Linked DNA regions of Mus musculus: regions 2 and 3 are each linked to region 1. Evidence: chromatin contacts called from public HiChIP or PLAC-seq and promoter capture Hi-C data. All regions are on one chromosome and are shown on one strand. Each heading gives the region's core, a stretch centred on a gene start, on an enhancer-like site or on the middle of the called end of the contact. The rest is flanking DNA. Distances are from core to core; before and after follow the strand shown. Region 1 holds the start of Adgrb2 (adhesion G protein-coupled receptor B2). Region 2 has its middle 38 kb from the start of Ptp4a2. Region 3 holds the start of Tinagl1 (tubulointerstitial nephritis antigen-like 1).

Region 1 (4,932 bases), core at 1,311-3,810:
CACTGTCCTTTGCCCAGAGTGTAAGGATGCAGGGGTTGGCCCTTTACTCTGTTCAAGCCTTCTGTGATTGAGCTGTGGATGGTGTCTCTTCCCAGGTTATCTCAGCCTCAGGCTCCCTGGAGGGGGGTGGGGGTCCCTCCTGGGGCTAAGATGCATTTTTCTCACCCCCGCCTGGGCTGTTCAGAGAAGTAATTTCTCTTCAACCAGCTGGATTTGAATATGGAAACAATTTGTAATTACTCCAAGTCCTCCTGGGCGGGCAAGCAAGCAGGCAGGCAGGCAGGCGGGTGGCATTATCACCAGAGTGAGTCTGGAAGGGCAGGGGCTCCTGGGAAAGCAGGTGGGGGAAGCCCTCATATGGGGGGGGGCTTCCCAACATCTGTCCTAGTCCAGACAGCTGTACAACCCCTGACAACTCCTGCTGCCTCTACCCAGTTTACCTAGCTTCTCCTTCCAAGGCTGCCCGGTGAGTCCCTCAACACCCACCATTTCCATAGGGCGGGAAGTCAAGAAGTCAGGACTAAGAGAAACAGATAAATAACTTCCCTGTCTCCCGGAGGCGGCCCCTCCCGTCACCCCTTACCCAGCTGGATCTCTGAGAGCCAAGGAAGAGGGTGGCTTTAGAGATCCAGCTGCATCACATCTGTAAGAGACCTGCCTGCCTTTCTCTTGGTGCTAGGTCTCTAGCATGCAAATGATCATGAATATTCATAAAGAGGGAGGCAGGCTCCCTATAGGGAGAGGAAGGGGCTAGAGCTCTGGAGAGCAAATGTTGCAGGGACTTCCAGAGATTGGTCTTTGCATCCTTGTGAGAGCAGTCCATGTCCTAATCACGTTTCCCACTTTTGTCTACCTCCTCAAAGCTCCCAACTCCGCAACTCTGTTGCTTCTCACAGTAGGCAAGAAAAGAAGGAGCCCAGGATTTCCCACTGCGTCTGGTGGCTGTCATTGCCTTGCAGATGGCAAAGCCTGCCTGGCTCAACTCTCACACTGGTAGTTGAGCCTTCTAACTATGCCAGGGTATGTTTGAAGATGCTTATCAAGAATCCAGGAGCTCTGCCTGCCAGTGCGAGGCCCAAGGCATTGGCCTTCTCAGGGCTCCCACAGGAAAAGGGGAGGTGTAAGCCCAGACCGCCTCCCTGTTTCACACAGCTTCATAAATTCCCTTAAGGTGACAGGTGAGCTTCCTTCATCGTCCCTTATTACCTCCTTCCATTAAAGTCGATAATCTCTCCCAATCACTCACAACAAATGTCACCAGGACAGCTTTAGGGGGGAGGGACAGAGGGAAGAGACAGGAGAAGTTCTCTGCCTCTTTTTGGTAACTCCTCTGGGAAGAGGTGGGCTTTTCTCATCTTGCCACAGCCTGTAGGCGACAAAAGTCGAGTTATGGTGGGGGCGGGGGAGGGGAAGTTAGCAATGAATGGGCCGTGGACCACCTTGTCCTTACAGGACTGGTCCCTCCACGTGTGTGAACCTTCCCAAGTATGTCCCAAAGTCATTCCACCCTCGTTGCAAAGCTGCCCCCTGCTGGCTTCTCTGCCCAGAGTCATCGGATTAACCTACTTGTTTTGGCTGCTGTGGTGTGTCCCCAGTCGGCCCACCTTCCTGATGGCAACATGCCCAGGCCACAAACAGCCTGACCAGAGCCCTGAGCCATGGACATCTCTCCGGGTACCGCCTGAGCCGTGTGGGCTTAGGCTCCACCCAACTGTTCCTCGGCACAGTGCCAGGATGGGGTGGGTCTGTGCATCTCTGTGGCTTCTACACAAACAGATGCAACATGGGGGCGCCCCTGGCACAGAGAAAGGCACTTGTGGGAGAAGAGACTTGGGAAAACATGTAACATACTGCACACGTGTAGCATCCCCGTGCCTAGGGACATACAATATCACAGCGATGAACACCAGAATATGCAGTAAACATGCCACGCTGCGGGGGTATGTGTGTTGCTTCTATACCCATAGCATGCTACACACATGTGGCACCTGTGAGCTTCTACATATAATTCTTAAGGCACATGGAAAAAGCAGCATGCATTCAGGACCTGAGCGCATGTCAATGCATATGTGCAGCATTTGCATGCACCCAGCCAGGCAATATTGCAGTGCACACGCAGGGCACCTGTATGCATATATAAAGTTCAGTGCACCGAGTGTCACCTGCATGCACAGGGACACGCAATGCAATATGCACTGCATAATGGGGAGGGGGGAGAAAACGCTTTAGCCTCCACAGCTCGGGAGACCCTGGCTGCGCTAGACGCCACTAGTCTGGGGTTTCGCTGGAGGGGTATCACCGGGAGGCTCACTCTGCAGTCCAGGCGGTCACAGGCAGGGTGGGGGCTTACCCTGGGCTTCTCCCGCGCCGGCGCCTGGGGCCCAGGGTGGGGAGGGGGAGGGCGCGCTTGGCTCGGCTGGCGCTGCTCCCCCTTTAACAGGAGGCGGCGCGCGTCGCCCCCGCCCCCCCGCCCCTTCTCCCGCGGCTCCTCGCGCCCGGCCCGGCGCGCGCCCCCTCCCGGGCCCGGCCCGCGCAGGCGCCGCGTCCCGCCTCGGCCGTCACTCGGCCCGGCGCGCGCTGCGGGCAGCGGCCGGAGCGGCCGGAGGAATCCGGTTCGGTGGCAGCGGCGGCGCTGGGAGGCAGAGAGGAGGATGCGGCACCGGCGATCAGAGGCTGGGGCTGCGGCCGCCACCCGCGAATAGGAGGCGGCGCGCGGCGCGGGCGGTGCTCGGGGCGGGGAGCGGGGGGCGGCGCGGCGAGGAGGCGGCGGCGGCGGCAGGAGCCCGCGCCCGGCCCGGCGCCCGCCCGCCCGCCCCGTGCAGCTCCGCGGTGCTTGCTCTGCACCCGCCGCTCGGCGGAGCGGGAGCCTCGGGCCTCGGCGCGGCTGCGGCGAGCTGCCCTGCGCCCAGCCCGGCCCCCGCCTTAGGGATGGCAAACTTGCGCCCCGCGGCCGCCTCCACTAGCGCCGGCCCCCGCTCCTGCTGCTGACGGCGCCCAGGTGAGTGCTCGGCCCCAGACCCCGGCCGGCCCCGCACTGAACCCTCGCGCGCAGTCCCGAGTGCCCGCACTCAGGGTGCTCCGTGAGCCGGTCTTGCTTAATTCTCCTCCGGCCAGAACAGAGTCTGTCCAGCGCTCACCCAACCCCCGTCTTAAGAGGGACTCCCGAGGCCCGGGCCGAAGCCCCCTTAGTCTCCCGCGAACCCCTTTGCTACCCCCTCCCCCAGCCTGGACCGACCCCTTGCCGTCTGTGTCAAAGTCCCCCACCTTTAGAATCTTGACCCAGACTGCCACACCGCTGTCGCGAGTCTTGCCCTGTCTCGGCCAAGATCCCAGCAGTGCGCCCCCGGTCTTGATTTGAACCCCCTCTCCAACCTGCAGCTCGACTGTCCTCCCCCCTCCCCCATCTCCCCTCCTAGTCTGGCCGCGGGACTCTGGACCTCTCCTCCACTCTGCCCGGAGTCGTTTCGGTCCCCAACTGTGTCTGCTAGTGCCCTCCCCCGCGCCTGCACGGCGACCATGCTTCCCCTCTATTTCTGCCCCGAGTGCCCCTTCCCCCATATCTGCCCAGAGTCCCGCCTTCCCTTTCCAATCTCTGATGCAAGTCCCCTCCCCCTCAGCCTGGAATTGGGGCCGTGTCCCCCTTGCTCCTCCAAGCCCCTTTCCCCAGGCCGTGATCTCCATCGAACCCGCATCCGACTCCCGCGTTCGTCTTTGGCCGGACACCCGCCTCCCTCCCCCCGCATCCTTATCCTCCCACCACCGGTCTCAGAGCCAGGCACCAGACGCACTCTCCTGCACCCCCGGGGGCTGGCATGATTTGGGGGACTGGAGGCTGTGAAGTTGGCGGCCACTCCTGCAGTCGGCTCGGTCCGAGAGCACAGCAGCGGGAAATCCTCCGCGCCACGGCTAGTGCAGAACGGGCGACCAGTCTGTTGCCCGCGGGGGGAGGGGCGCCCGGACCGAGAGATGCCGCCCGCCTGCCCGCCTTGCCAGCTGCCTGCCCGGCCCCTGGGCGTCCTCTGGCGCCCCCTGCCCGCAGCCCGAGACCCACCGCCCCTTCTCGCGCGGACAACCCTGGGTTTCCGCAACCCAAGCGTTCGTTAGGTGTCTAGGTGTCTGCGGGACTGACGCTGGGAAGTCCCTGGGGAGATGAGGTTGGTGGGCGAGGCCAGGTGCCCAAACACTCCTGGTCGTAAGACTATGTGCTTTGGGGAGGGATGGTGTACAAGGGACGAGGGACGGCTCATCCCAACAGCAAGTCAGGAACCCTTTGAGTACCAGGCACAGCTCTACTGAACCTGCTTTTTAGAATGGTCTGGTTGCTTCTTGGTCTTGAGTAGGTATCCCTAGGGAGTTCCTGCCCCCCCTCCCCCCATTACAGCCTTACAAGAGAGGGACTCTATCTGGTTTGGGCATAGAGAAGGGTGTGAACAAATCCACCTGACCCAGGGACAGAGCAGACACCTGAAGAGTGGGGTTCAGCAGTGACACCTTGGTGATGTTTTGGGGGAGGGCAGGAACCAAGACTGACAGAGGTTGATCTTCCTCTCGGTTTCCCTTCTGCCTCCCTCCTCACTACCTTGTCCTGTCTCCTCCCCTCTTTCTCTTCAGAAAGGGGCAGGTCTCATTTAGGGTGTGTGTCAGTGGTGGGTATTTCTGTAACACAAAGGGAGGTCCTAGTTAGTCTCAGCTCTTCTCCCTCCCTCCCAACCCTCAGCTTTTGAAGGTAAGTAGCTGAGACTCAGCCTTTGATGGGATGATCTGGCCACACTACCTAACTAACCTTCCTGAGCCTCAGTTGACCCTCTATAAAATGGGTCAGTGGCCAATGCCCCATGTAGTTGTTGGGAAATGGAATCAGATTGCACTGTGAAGTGTCTGACACCCATCAATACTCATGATGATGCCTTTTGCTGTTGCCTATCAAAGCCA
Region 2 (4,932 bases), core at 1,305-3,804, 200 kb before region 1:
GTGCCATCTCCAGCCCCTGTAAATAATTCTTAAAAAAATAAAAATAAAGGATAATAAGTCCCTGCCGGGTGGTGGTACATACCTTCAATCCCAATACTCCAGAGGCAGATGGATCTCTGTGAGTTCAAGGCCAGCCTGGTGCCTGGTCTAAGGTTTACATAGTGAGTTCCAGAACAGCCAGGACTATACAGAGAAGCCCTGTATTGAAAAACCTGAAAAAAAAAGTTCCTGTTTCTTAGGTCTGATATAAACTTCAAAATATGACCTACACCAAACTTGCAGCCCCATTCACATGATTTTATCCTTACTCCTGTTCCTTCCTGTTCATTGTATTTATTTATTTATTCATGTATGTAAGTATACTGTCACTGTCTACAGACACACCAGAAATGGGCATTGGATCCCATTACAGATGGTTGTGAGCCACCATGTGGTTGCTGGGATTTGAACTCAGGACCTCTGGAAGATCAGTCAGTGCTCTTAACCACTGAGCCATTTCTCCAGCCCTCGGTCAGAGTTTTACAGCAAACACCACCACCATCCTTTCATCCTCTGTAGTTAAAACTCATTTGGCAGCCATTGTGGCTCTGGATCCCCAGAGTGATACCAAACACTTGAAAAGGAATCCCATTCGTGATAGTAGTGTAAGGTTAAGAACATGTGATGCGCTGAGCAGTGGTGGCGCACTCCTTTAATCCCAGCACTTGGGAGGCAGAGGCAGGCAGATTTCTAAGTTTGAGGCCAGCCTGGTCTACAGAGTGAGTTCCAGGATAGCCAGGGCTGTATACAGAGAAACCCTGTCTCAAAAAACAAAAACAAACAAACAAACAAAAAACACAAAAAACCAACAACACAAACCTCACTGGAAGTTTTTGGTAAGATGTTGGGAACTAGTAACTGGCTGCAATCCTCACTTCAAACAAAGCTGTCTTCAGCCACCTGGAAACCTGGCCAAGCGCTCACTGCTTGCTGCTTGGTTAAATGTTCCAGGTGATACCTACCCACCCTGACCCCAGTATCAACAAGTCTTTTCACATGAACAGTGTGTTTAATTCTCACAAGAGTGGGTATTATTGCTGTCTTCTGTCTTAGAGCTGGTAAGAGCTGGTTCTCTTGTTTGAACCTTTGGGCTAACCCCCAGGACATGTGCTTTTTTTTTTTTTTTTTTAAAGATGTATTTATGGGGCTGGTGAGATGGCTCAGCGGGTAAGAGCACCCGACTGCTCTCCCAAAGGTCCTGAGTTCAAATCCCAGCAACCACATGGTGGCTCACAACCATCCCTAACGAGATCTGACTCCCTCTTCTGGTGTGTCTGAAGACAGCTACAGTGTACTTACATATAATAAAAAAATAAATAAATAAATGAAAAAAGATGTATTTATTTTATTTATGTGAGTACACGGTTGCACCCATTAGACACAACAGAAGAGGGCACTGCATCCCAATGCAGATGGTTGTGAGCCACCATGTGGTTGCTGGGAATTGAGGGTTCAACCATCTGTAATGGGATCCGATGTCCTCTTCTGCTGTGTCTGAAGACAGCTATAGTGTACTCATATACATAACATAAATAAATAAGTAAATACCTGATGGAGATTGTTGTTGACAGTGCAGAAGGTGCTTTATTTGTATGGGGAATTGGCCTCCTGGGATGCCAGCACCCTGTAACCTCGTCACAGAGTCCATCTGGGACTCTTCCAAGTCGCTATGTCACTGTAGTCTGCGCGTGCCCCAGTCACAGTGAAATACTATAGGTCTAAGAACAAAGACTTGGGCTTTGTCCGACCTGGCTTTGGGACCCATCTCTGCCTTTTGGTTGCTTGTGTGCACTTAAGTGAGGTGTTCTTTTGAAGCTAGCTTTCTCACTCATGGAGATAAAGGAGTGGCTCTCACGGTGACCTCAGGTCACCGTGTGCTTGTGTATGCGTTTGGGGTGCCATTCACAGCATGCCCAGTGCATTTTATCAAGCACCTACTTCACAAAGCTCCTATGTGGACTGAGATGTCTCCCTTCTGGCAACTAGCTCAGATGGGCAATAAACACTAGCTGCTATTATTAGGTGTTTTGCATGCAGAAGTACTTCTGTTTGAGAATGAGGAAGGCCTTCAGGGGAGGTGCTAAGGGCTATTTGAGGGGTGCTAAGCTGGATTTGAGAGCCCGCTGGGGGAGGGGGCAGCACAGAGGAGCACTTCCTTATGAGGCTCTGGGATTAATCCTCAGCACTGAGAAGGGAGGGAGGGAAGGAGGAAAGAAGGAAGGAAGACTGTGGAAAGGTATGAGGGCCATTCTCTTAGAGGTATCAGAATTCACTTTGGCAGCAAGGAGAATAAATGTTTAAATGTTTGGGGAGAAAAGAAGGGACAGGTATCTGTGTGACCAAATGAGACAGTCGGATGCAGCTCGGCCCTGTCCTCAGGGCATTACTGGACCCCTGCCAGCAGTGGGGAATCCCAAAAGCCTCTCTGACTGGCTGCAGAAGGAAGCAGACATCTCCTGTGGAGAGAAAGGGAAGTTGCTGTCTGGTGGCGCTGGTGACTGGGGCCACACAGGCCTGAGGACAGAGATTCTGTGGGGGGGGTAATGGAGCTGGCAAAGCCACAGCCTGAAGCTAGCACAGGGCTGTCTGGCCAAGGGAGGAGCTGGGCTGCCTGCCTTCTCTTCCCTGCAAAGTCAATGAGGCTGGTTAAATGGCCTCTTTCTAGATTCTGGGAATCTGGAATGTGCCCTTCAATAGGTCATCTCTAAGGACCACAGGGCTCTATGCCACTTCCAGAACTCTGGTCTGTGAGTGAGATGAGGTGGCACATGCCATCCTAGTGTGTGGGGAGGCAGAGACAGGGGACTCAAGATCAAGTCTAACCTGGCCAACATAACTAAACATTTTGTCGTGAGGTTCCACGTGACCAGTGTGTAGGGTTGTGAGAGGGACCCGAGGCAGGCTGTCTCCTTTCTGGGAACTCTAGCTGTACTCTGTGTACTCCTTCAGGTCCACCCTTGGCTCCTCTTGGCTCTAGTCTGTGTCTGGTTCTGTCAGGATGTGTCACCAACAGGCCCCTTTACCCTCTGGTTAAACTCAGCCAATGAGAGGAGAGTTTGAGGCAAGAGGTGCCAGAGGGCTTCCCCTTTCATTGCTCTTCCTTCCCAGGCTGGAATGGGCCTTGATTGACAGTCACTGGCCTTCCTGAGCAGGCCCTCTCTCCCTCAGGGATCAGGTAACCAGCTCCCCTATCCCCTCAGGCCTCAGGGTAGTGACAGTTCCTCAGCTGTTTGTAGCCTCGGGTCACCGCACCACCCCTTCTGAGTTCCCCCACACCCACCCACACTGTTGTGAATAAACCCTCTTCAAATTATTCTAATTTGAGTGCACCATCTGTTTTCAGTTGGGACCCTGACTGATACATTTGCCAAATAAGGATTCTTTTGGTTGTTAGGGAGGGAGAAAAGAAGAGGGAGGCAGAGAGAGAAATATATATATATGCCTCATATACCTGATCTTGAGCCATAAACTTTAGACAAGTCTATCCAACAGTTGAGGCTTGAGTTTAGGAACAAGCTCCTAGGCCAACAGAGTGTCCCCCATCCTTTGGCTCTAGTCGCCTGATTTGCTTTGTCTTCTCCTGGTGGCACAGGTTTAACATCTTTAGTGGCTTCAGAATCTGAGACAGGAGGATTACAAGTTCAAGACCAGCCTAGGCAACTGAGTAAGACTCTGTCTCAAAATAAAAAGGTAAAAAGAAAGCTGGGTGGTGGTGGAGCAGACCTTTGATTCCAGCGCTGGGCGGAGCTCTGAGTTGGAGGCCAGCCTGGTCTACAGAGCGAGTTTCAGGACAGCCAGGACTACACAGAGAAACAGTGTCTCAGGAAAACCAAAAAGAAAATGTGAAAAGAGGGCTGGGGCTCAGCTCAGTGATAGATAGCAAGCATCGGGTTCTGAGTTTGATTCCCAGTAACCCCCCCCCCCAAAAAAAAAGCAAACCAAACTAAACTTCCAGGCTTCTCATCTATTTGGCAGGAGTCCCAAGTCCATTTCCAAACTGATTAAGATAAAGCTGAAAGGTGCTGGAGAGATGGCTCAGCAGTTAAGAGGATCTGGGTTTAATTCTCAACACCCACATAGTGGTTCACAAACATCTAGAAGTCCAGTTCTAGGAGATCCAATGACCTCTTCTGGCTGCTGTGGGCACTAGGCATACCTGTGGAGCACAGACTCACATGCAGGCAAAACACCTATACACATAGAAATAATTACAACTAGGGCTGGAGAGATGGTTCAGTGGTTAAGAGCACTGACTGCTCTTCTGAAGGTTCTGAGTTCAAATCCCAGCAACCACATGGTGGCTCACAACCATCAGTAATGAGATCTGCCGCCCTCTTCTGGTGTGTCTGAAAACAGCTACAATGTACTTAGATATAATAATAAATAAATCTTAAAAAAAAAAATACAACTAAGCTGGGGGTTGTGGCACACGCCTTTAATCCCAGCACTCCGGAAGCAGAGGCAGGCAGATTTCTGAGTTCGAGGCCACCCTGGTCTACAGAGTGAGTTCCAGGACAGCCAGGGCTACAGAAAGAAACCCTGTCTTGAAAAAAACAAAACAAAACAAAATGAAACAAGATTTTTATTTGTCTTAGTTAAGGTTGCTATTGTGCTGATAGAACACCATGACCAAAGCAACTCAGGGAGGAAAAGGCAGAGACAGATGGATCTCTATGAGTGTGAGGCCAGCCTTGTCTACATAGATAAGATAGCTCTGACTCCAGGAAAGAGCTATGGAATAGAGAGATCCTGTCTCAAAAGACAAACAACATCATCAACAACAAAAAAATGTACTTTATTTTGTGTATATAAATGCTTTGCCTGCATGTGTGTGTGGTATACTATATGCATGCCTGGTACCCAGAAAGCCCAGAATAGGGTATCGGATCTCCT
Region 3 (4,932 bases), core at 1,768-4,267, 190 kb after region 1:
GGGCTGTGGGGATAGGGATGCCCCCTCTTTTACCTTCCTCAACACTCCTCAACATGACCTGAGGAAGAGTCCCTGTGTGGTGATGTCCAGCCTGGAAGGCATATAGACAATCTTCCCCTCGCAAGTGGGATGGATACTTGCGGCACTCAGGCACCAGGACCTGTCCTGAAGGGGTCAGCTAATGCTTTCCAGTCCTCATCTCATGAGCCCCAGGGCTGTTCAAGCAGGTCTAGACAGGACTGGTAACAGCAGGTCCCAGCATTCCAGAGGGGCCTGGGACAGCAATTGAAACGTTAACCCCTTGGCAGCCACCCTATCAGAGCAGCAGAATTCTGCAGACACCCCGCCCTTCTGAGCACACGCACGCACACACACACACACACACACACACACACACACACACCCTCCCTCACCCAGACACATGCCAGCACCCACGGACACATGGTCTCCCTGTTCCCACAGTGACCCCGGCACCCCTCACCCATGAGGCAAAGCAAACAGCTATGTGCAACACATTCCAAAAAGTTTCCTTCTCCCAGGGGCCTCTCAGTCCAGGCAGAGGGAGGGGTGGGGCAGGTTCAGGGCAGCAGAGACCCTTCTGTTTCCAGTAAGGTCTCCATAGTTGCCACCTGATCTACTTCCCAGCTCTGAGGATGGGCTAGCCATGGCCCCTTCCTCCCCCTGCCTGGAACTGGGGGTTTGGGGGTAGGGAGAGGGCACATTCCAGGGAAGGCCCTGCTGCAGGCCACTGGCTGATGGCCAACGCAGTCATCCCTGACCCTTCATCCCGCCCAGGACAGCGGATGCTGCAGAGGTTTCCTTCCTGGCGTCCCCTTGGACTCTCCTGTGACAGCAAGCCCAGCTGGGAAGGTGGCCAGCCCAAACCAGGAGGAGTGGAGAAAAACTTCTGGCTTAGGTGTGGCCCCCAGCCAACCTAACGATGGCTGACCACTCCCAGGCTTGTGACTAGAATCTTATTATATGAGATGGCGTGGTCAGTTTGAAAGTTTCCACATTACAGATGAAAACACTTGAGGCCCAGAGAACAAAAAGAACTCATCCCTGGGAAATGGGTGATAGGGGTTGGGGCCAAGTCTGTTTGCCACATAGCGATCAAATTGAGTCCACCCCAATCTCTCACACTCACCATCGATTGCAGTTGTCCCAGTAGGTTCCGAAGACTGGGTAGATCCGGCCCCCATGCATGCACCCTACCAGAGGGAGAGAAGGAAAGAAGAAATGGCTAAATCCTCGAGGATTTTTTTTTCAGTGTTGCTTGAAAGAGTCAAGTAAGACTACACGAGGGACTTCAGGAGGAGCAGCCCCAAACCTCCCGAGCTGGTGGTAATCACACACCAATCCCAGCCCAACGAAATCTAGAGACAAACTACATCCCAAACTACATCCTAGAACATCCACGGGTTCCCACACAGGGTGCCACACACAAGCTGTTCAAGGACTCCGTTTGGGTCCATGTCGTTTCACCTGGATGCCAGCCATGACATTCCTGGTACCCTTTGTCACTCAAATGAGTTGGGACTTGCCCATGGGCATGGAAGGAGCTTTAGGAAAGAAACTGAAGCCCAGGTAAGGCAAGCAACTCCTTTTAAAAGGCCCAGCATTTTGATATAAAGCAACTAAGGCATGGGTTTTCCTTAGCCCAAAGCCCAGCAGGGTTTGGGATGCGACAGGAAGGACTTCCGTAGTTCTCCTACTGGGACAGGGAAAGGACACGTGCAGGCCATTCTCAGAGGTGCTGAATCCTAAGTGAGGTCTCTGGCTATGACAACCTGGCTGGGCCCTTCGTGCTCTATCAGCCTCAGGATGAGTCAGCAGGTGGGGCTGCCACCTTCCCCATACTGACTGAGAGATAGTGCTGGAGCCTGTCTGCCCTGCCCTAGGGCCTAACAGGACTATTTTTTTTCAGTGTTGCTTGAAAGAGTCAAGTAAGACCACACGAGGGACTTCCAGAGGGGCAGGAAACAGGGTGAGGATTTCTTTTCTACATTTTTCAAAGCCTGGAAATACCCATTATCAGCCTTGTTCCTGAGCCTCGTTGGGACTGGGAGTGACAAGGTGGCCGCTCTGCTGGCCATCTCGGTGCCCACCTTGGACGGGAGGGAAGGGGGGTGGAATCCCGAGGCAGAAGTCCCAGAAGTCGGGGCAGCAGTCAGAGACGGTGCGGTTGCAGAAGAGGTCACAGTAACAGGTGGCTCCCAGGTAGGGCAGGGCACACTCGTCAGCACGGCCTCGACAGCACATGTCCTGCTCTTGGCAGTATCTGCCACCGGCGTCCCGGATGCCCCGCAGGTGCAGCCCTGGCGCCAGCTCCCTGCGCCAACGACTCCGCCGGGCCTCCAGGGCAGCCTGGCCAGCCAGCAGCAGCAAGAGCAGCCCCAGCCAACATCCCCACATGGTGCCTCCTAGACCCGAGGAGAACAGAGGTCAGGGGTCAGAGGTGTTGGCTTCTGGAGACTCCCTAACAAACGTCAAGGGTGGGTCTCCCTTCACACGTCCTGGAGCTTTCCTAGGAGGCTCAGCAAAGCGGGGAACCCTGACTCCCGAGTCTCCGGGAGGGAAAAGACAGCACTAGATGTCAGTCCACTCATGGGACAAGAAGTAGACCCCCCTCCCTGACCTGTTTAGGGACTGTCATGGACAAGGAAATGGGACCTTGACATTTCCAACACGCATTCTCCTCTCCTGCCCTTGGTCCCTCTACCTCTCTGACGCATCTGAGTTGGATTGTTGACTCTGTGTTTCCTCCTTATGCATGCCCCCGCCCTTCTGTCCTTGTGTCCCTCTGACCCTCTGCTCTGCGTCCCTCTGACCCTCTCCTCTGTGCCTCTCTGCCCTGGGTCCTTCTCCCTCAGTGTGCCCCCTCCTCGCTGCTCCTTCTCTCAACACCCTCTACCCTCTGATCAGGGAGAGTCCCTACCTGGTGAGGGGTGTGGGCTGGACCCAGGCTGCCCTGCGCGCCTCCGCCTCCAAGCTCGAGACTGCCAGACCGAGTCAAGTGAGGAGCGCAGGGCGGGACGCTTTTTGTACCGCCCTGCCGGCAGCACCCGCCCCAACCCCGGACTGTGGGAGGGGAGGGCGGGGCCCACTTGTAGGTACCTGGAGTAGCCCTTAGCTCCGAGGGAACGGCTTAAGGACAATGTGTACGCGACTGTCCTCCTTGAGGGATCTCTTGTCAATGGAACCCTCTTCTTAGGGAGCAGAACTGCAACTCACGGAGAAAGAATTGTGGACTGATAGTAGGAAGGACTTTCCCAGCGATTTTACGAAGCTGAAAACGTGAACAGAAGCGGGCGAGGAGGCAGCTACGATCAGAGTTCAGGACTTGATAGGGACCAAGAGCTAGGGGCAAAAATCTCTAACCCCCCCCCCCAACCCGGCCCTCCAGGAAGAAAAATAGCCAGGCACATCCTTGACCCAGTGACCCTGGGCTGGGGGCCACTCCAAGCCACAGCAGCTCCCAGGAATGACAGGAATTCCCAAGGGATGATTCAGGAAGCTGCCTAGGCTCACGGAGCTCCGGGCAGCTCCTCCCCAGGAGGTGGGTGCGGTGCGGAGTCTGAGCTTACCCAGCCGCCCCTTGTGGGGTCTGCCCTCCCCCAGTGATGGGCACCTTGCCCAACACTGCCCCCTCCACCAGGCCCAAGGGCATCCTTCTTGGCCCAAGGTCCCGTGGCGGGCCCCACATCAAGGGCCCTGGCAGCTGGGGCCCCCTGCAGAGCCCCTTTCCGTTTCTGGTCTAACCTTTGCCTTGCCCTCACACAATGGGGCTTCTGTCCCTTGAGGCCTTCCGGCTGTCACTTTGTGCCTCCCCATTGTGCAAGCTCCTTCTTCCAACAGATTGGGCCCAGGGCCAGAGGACTCTCTAGGTGGAGGAAGGACACCACACCTAGACAGTTATCCTAGCCTTCTCTGGGGCAAGCAGGAGCGCGGGGATTCTCTTAGTTCTCCGAGACACCTCCCCTTAGCTGTCACTCTCTGCAGAGAGCAGTCAGTACAAGGGATTCTTGTGACCGAGCTACCCCCTGCTGTGAGGCAAGGGTGGTGAGGCACCAGGGGGTGCGGAAGCACCCAACATACAGACCTATCCATTCGTACTCTGAAAGGATCTGAGAGCACGAAGCCTAAAAGATAAACTGAGGCTCAAGAGAACAGACAAGGTCTGGATGCAGCTTCCTTGATAGAGTGCTTGCTTAGCGTGTACAGAGCCCTGAGTTCGTGTTTAGCATCGTATAAAAACTGTGGGGCTGGTGAGAATGGCTCAGTGGGCAATGGGGCTTGCCACTATACTGACGACCTGAGTTCAGCCTCTGGAATCTAGACGATGGAGAGAGAGAATAGAGTCCACAAAGCCATCCTCATAAGTCTAATGCACACAGACTGTATGTGTGCACGCATGCACATACACACCACACACACACACACACACACACACACACACACACACACACACACTTGTGCTGTAGCACATGTCAGTATTCCCAGCACTCAGGAACTGGAGGCAGAAGGATCAGAAGTTCAGGTGTGTAGCCTGTTCAAAGCCACCTTATGCTATGTGAAACCAGGAAGTGGGCGTGGCGGGGGGTGGGGGGCAGGGCACAAGTGAGTGCAGACTTATCCAAGGTTCCACAGCCAGAACACAGGCTACCCAGTGTATTCTCTCTCCTGAGGCACCCTTAGTCATATGACAGGTCTCAAGATCCTGCTGGCTGGGAAGCCCCCCCTTTCCTATTCAATCTCGATTCATCAAATCGAAAGGCAGATAGATCCCTCAGAACTGCCAACATCATCTCCCCTGGGAGGAGACTGGCTTCAACAGAACAGGCCTGGTACCTGCTTTCATGGGTCAGTCTCAAAATTCTGAGGGCTAGAGGCCATAACATTGGGTCTACCTTTGCCAAAGAGCACCCCTTC

Evidence for each region. HiChIP or PLAC-seq counts read pairs in DNA pulled down with a chosen protein or histone mark. Capture Hi-C pulls out chosen DNA fragments and counts their contacts.
Region 2: a contact with region 1 is called in an H3K4me3 HiChIP or PLAC-seq map of forebrain, with 4 times the contacts expected there. The contact joins the enhancer-like site here to the promoter of Adgrb2 in region 1. A contact is called at or near these places in 16 of 39 promoter capture datasets (the 3T3-L1 cell line, 3T3-L1-derived adipocytes, the C10 cell line and 10 more), 2 of 15 datasets of contacts at CTCF or cohesin (large pre-B cells and pro-B cells), 10 of 484 Hi-C or Micro-C datasets (the HL-1 cell line, LSK cells, cerebral cortex and 5 more), 19 of 115 datasets of contacts at active chromatin or transcription factors (SST interneurons, T-cell acute lymphoblastic leukemia, bone marrow-derived dendritic cells and 12 more) and 4 of 9 other capture datasets (adipose tissue, embryonic stem cells, liver and 1 more).
Region 3: a promoter capture Hi-C map of liver shows a contact between it and region 1. The contact joins the promoter of Tinagl1 here to the promoter of Adgrb2 in region 1. A contact is called at or near these places in 9 of 39 promoter capture datasets (the 3T3-L1 cell line, the C10 cell line, the HPC-7 cell line and 6 more), 1 of 15 datasets of contacts at CTCF or cohesin (stem cell-derived epiblast-like cells), 5 of 484 Hi-C or Micro-C datasets (differentiating embryonic stem cells, group 2 innate lymphoid cells, nephron progenitors and 2 more), 13 of 115 datasets of contacts at active chromatin or transcription factors (craniofacial prominence, embryonic forebrain, embryonic hindbrain and 5 more) and 4 of 9 other capture datasets (adipose tissue, embryonic stem cells, liver and 1 more).

What each region holds. Positions count from the first base shown.
Region 1 is chr4:129,982,310-129,987,241 of GRCm38.p6, forward strand. It overlaps Adgrb2 (adhesion G protein-coupled receptor B2), which reads left to right and starts at 2,561. Exons shown (of 30, transcript NM_001290715.2): 1 at 2,561-2,998.
Region 2 is chr4:129,779,932-129,784,863 of GRCm38.p6, forward strand. No RefSeq gene overlaps it. Among named protein-coding and RNA genes, the nearest start is that of Ptp4a2, 38 kb to the right of the region's middle. Within about 2 kb of position 2,555, at least 149 of the 459 cell types and tissues checked have an H3K27ac peak or open chromatin away from gene starts, as enhancers often do. A contact at or near this core is called in LSK cells, adipose tissue, bone marrow-derived macrophages and 10 more, where this site is marked.
Region 3 is chr4:130,171,785-130,176,716 of GRCm38.p6, forward strand. Tinagl1 (tubulointerstitial nephritis antigen-like 1) reads right to left here and starts at 3,018. Exons shown (of 12, transcript NM_001168333.1): 1 at 2,939-3,018; 2 at 2,109-2,423; 3 at 1,148-1,211. The coding sequence starts at 2,415. It overlaps Gm52490 (a long non-coding RNA gene), which reads left to right and starts at 1,538. Exons shown (of 3, transcript XR_003955116.1): 1 at 1,538-1,587; 2 at 1,928-1,987.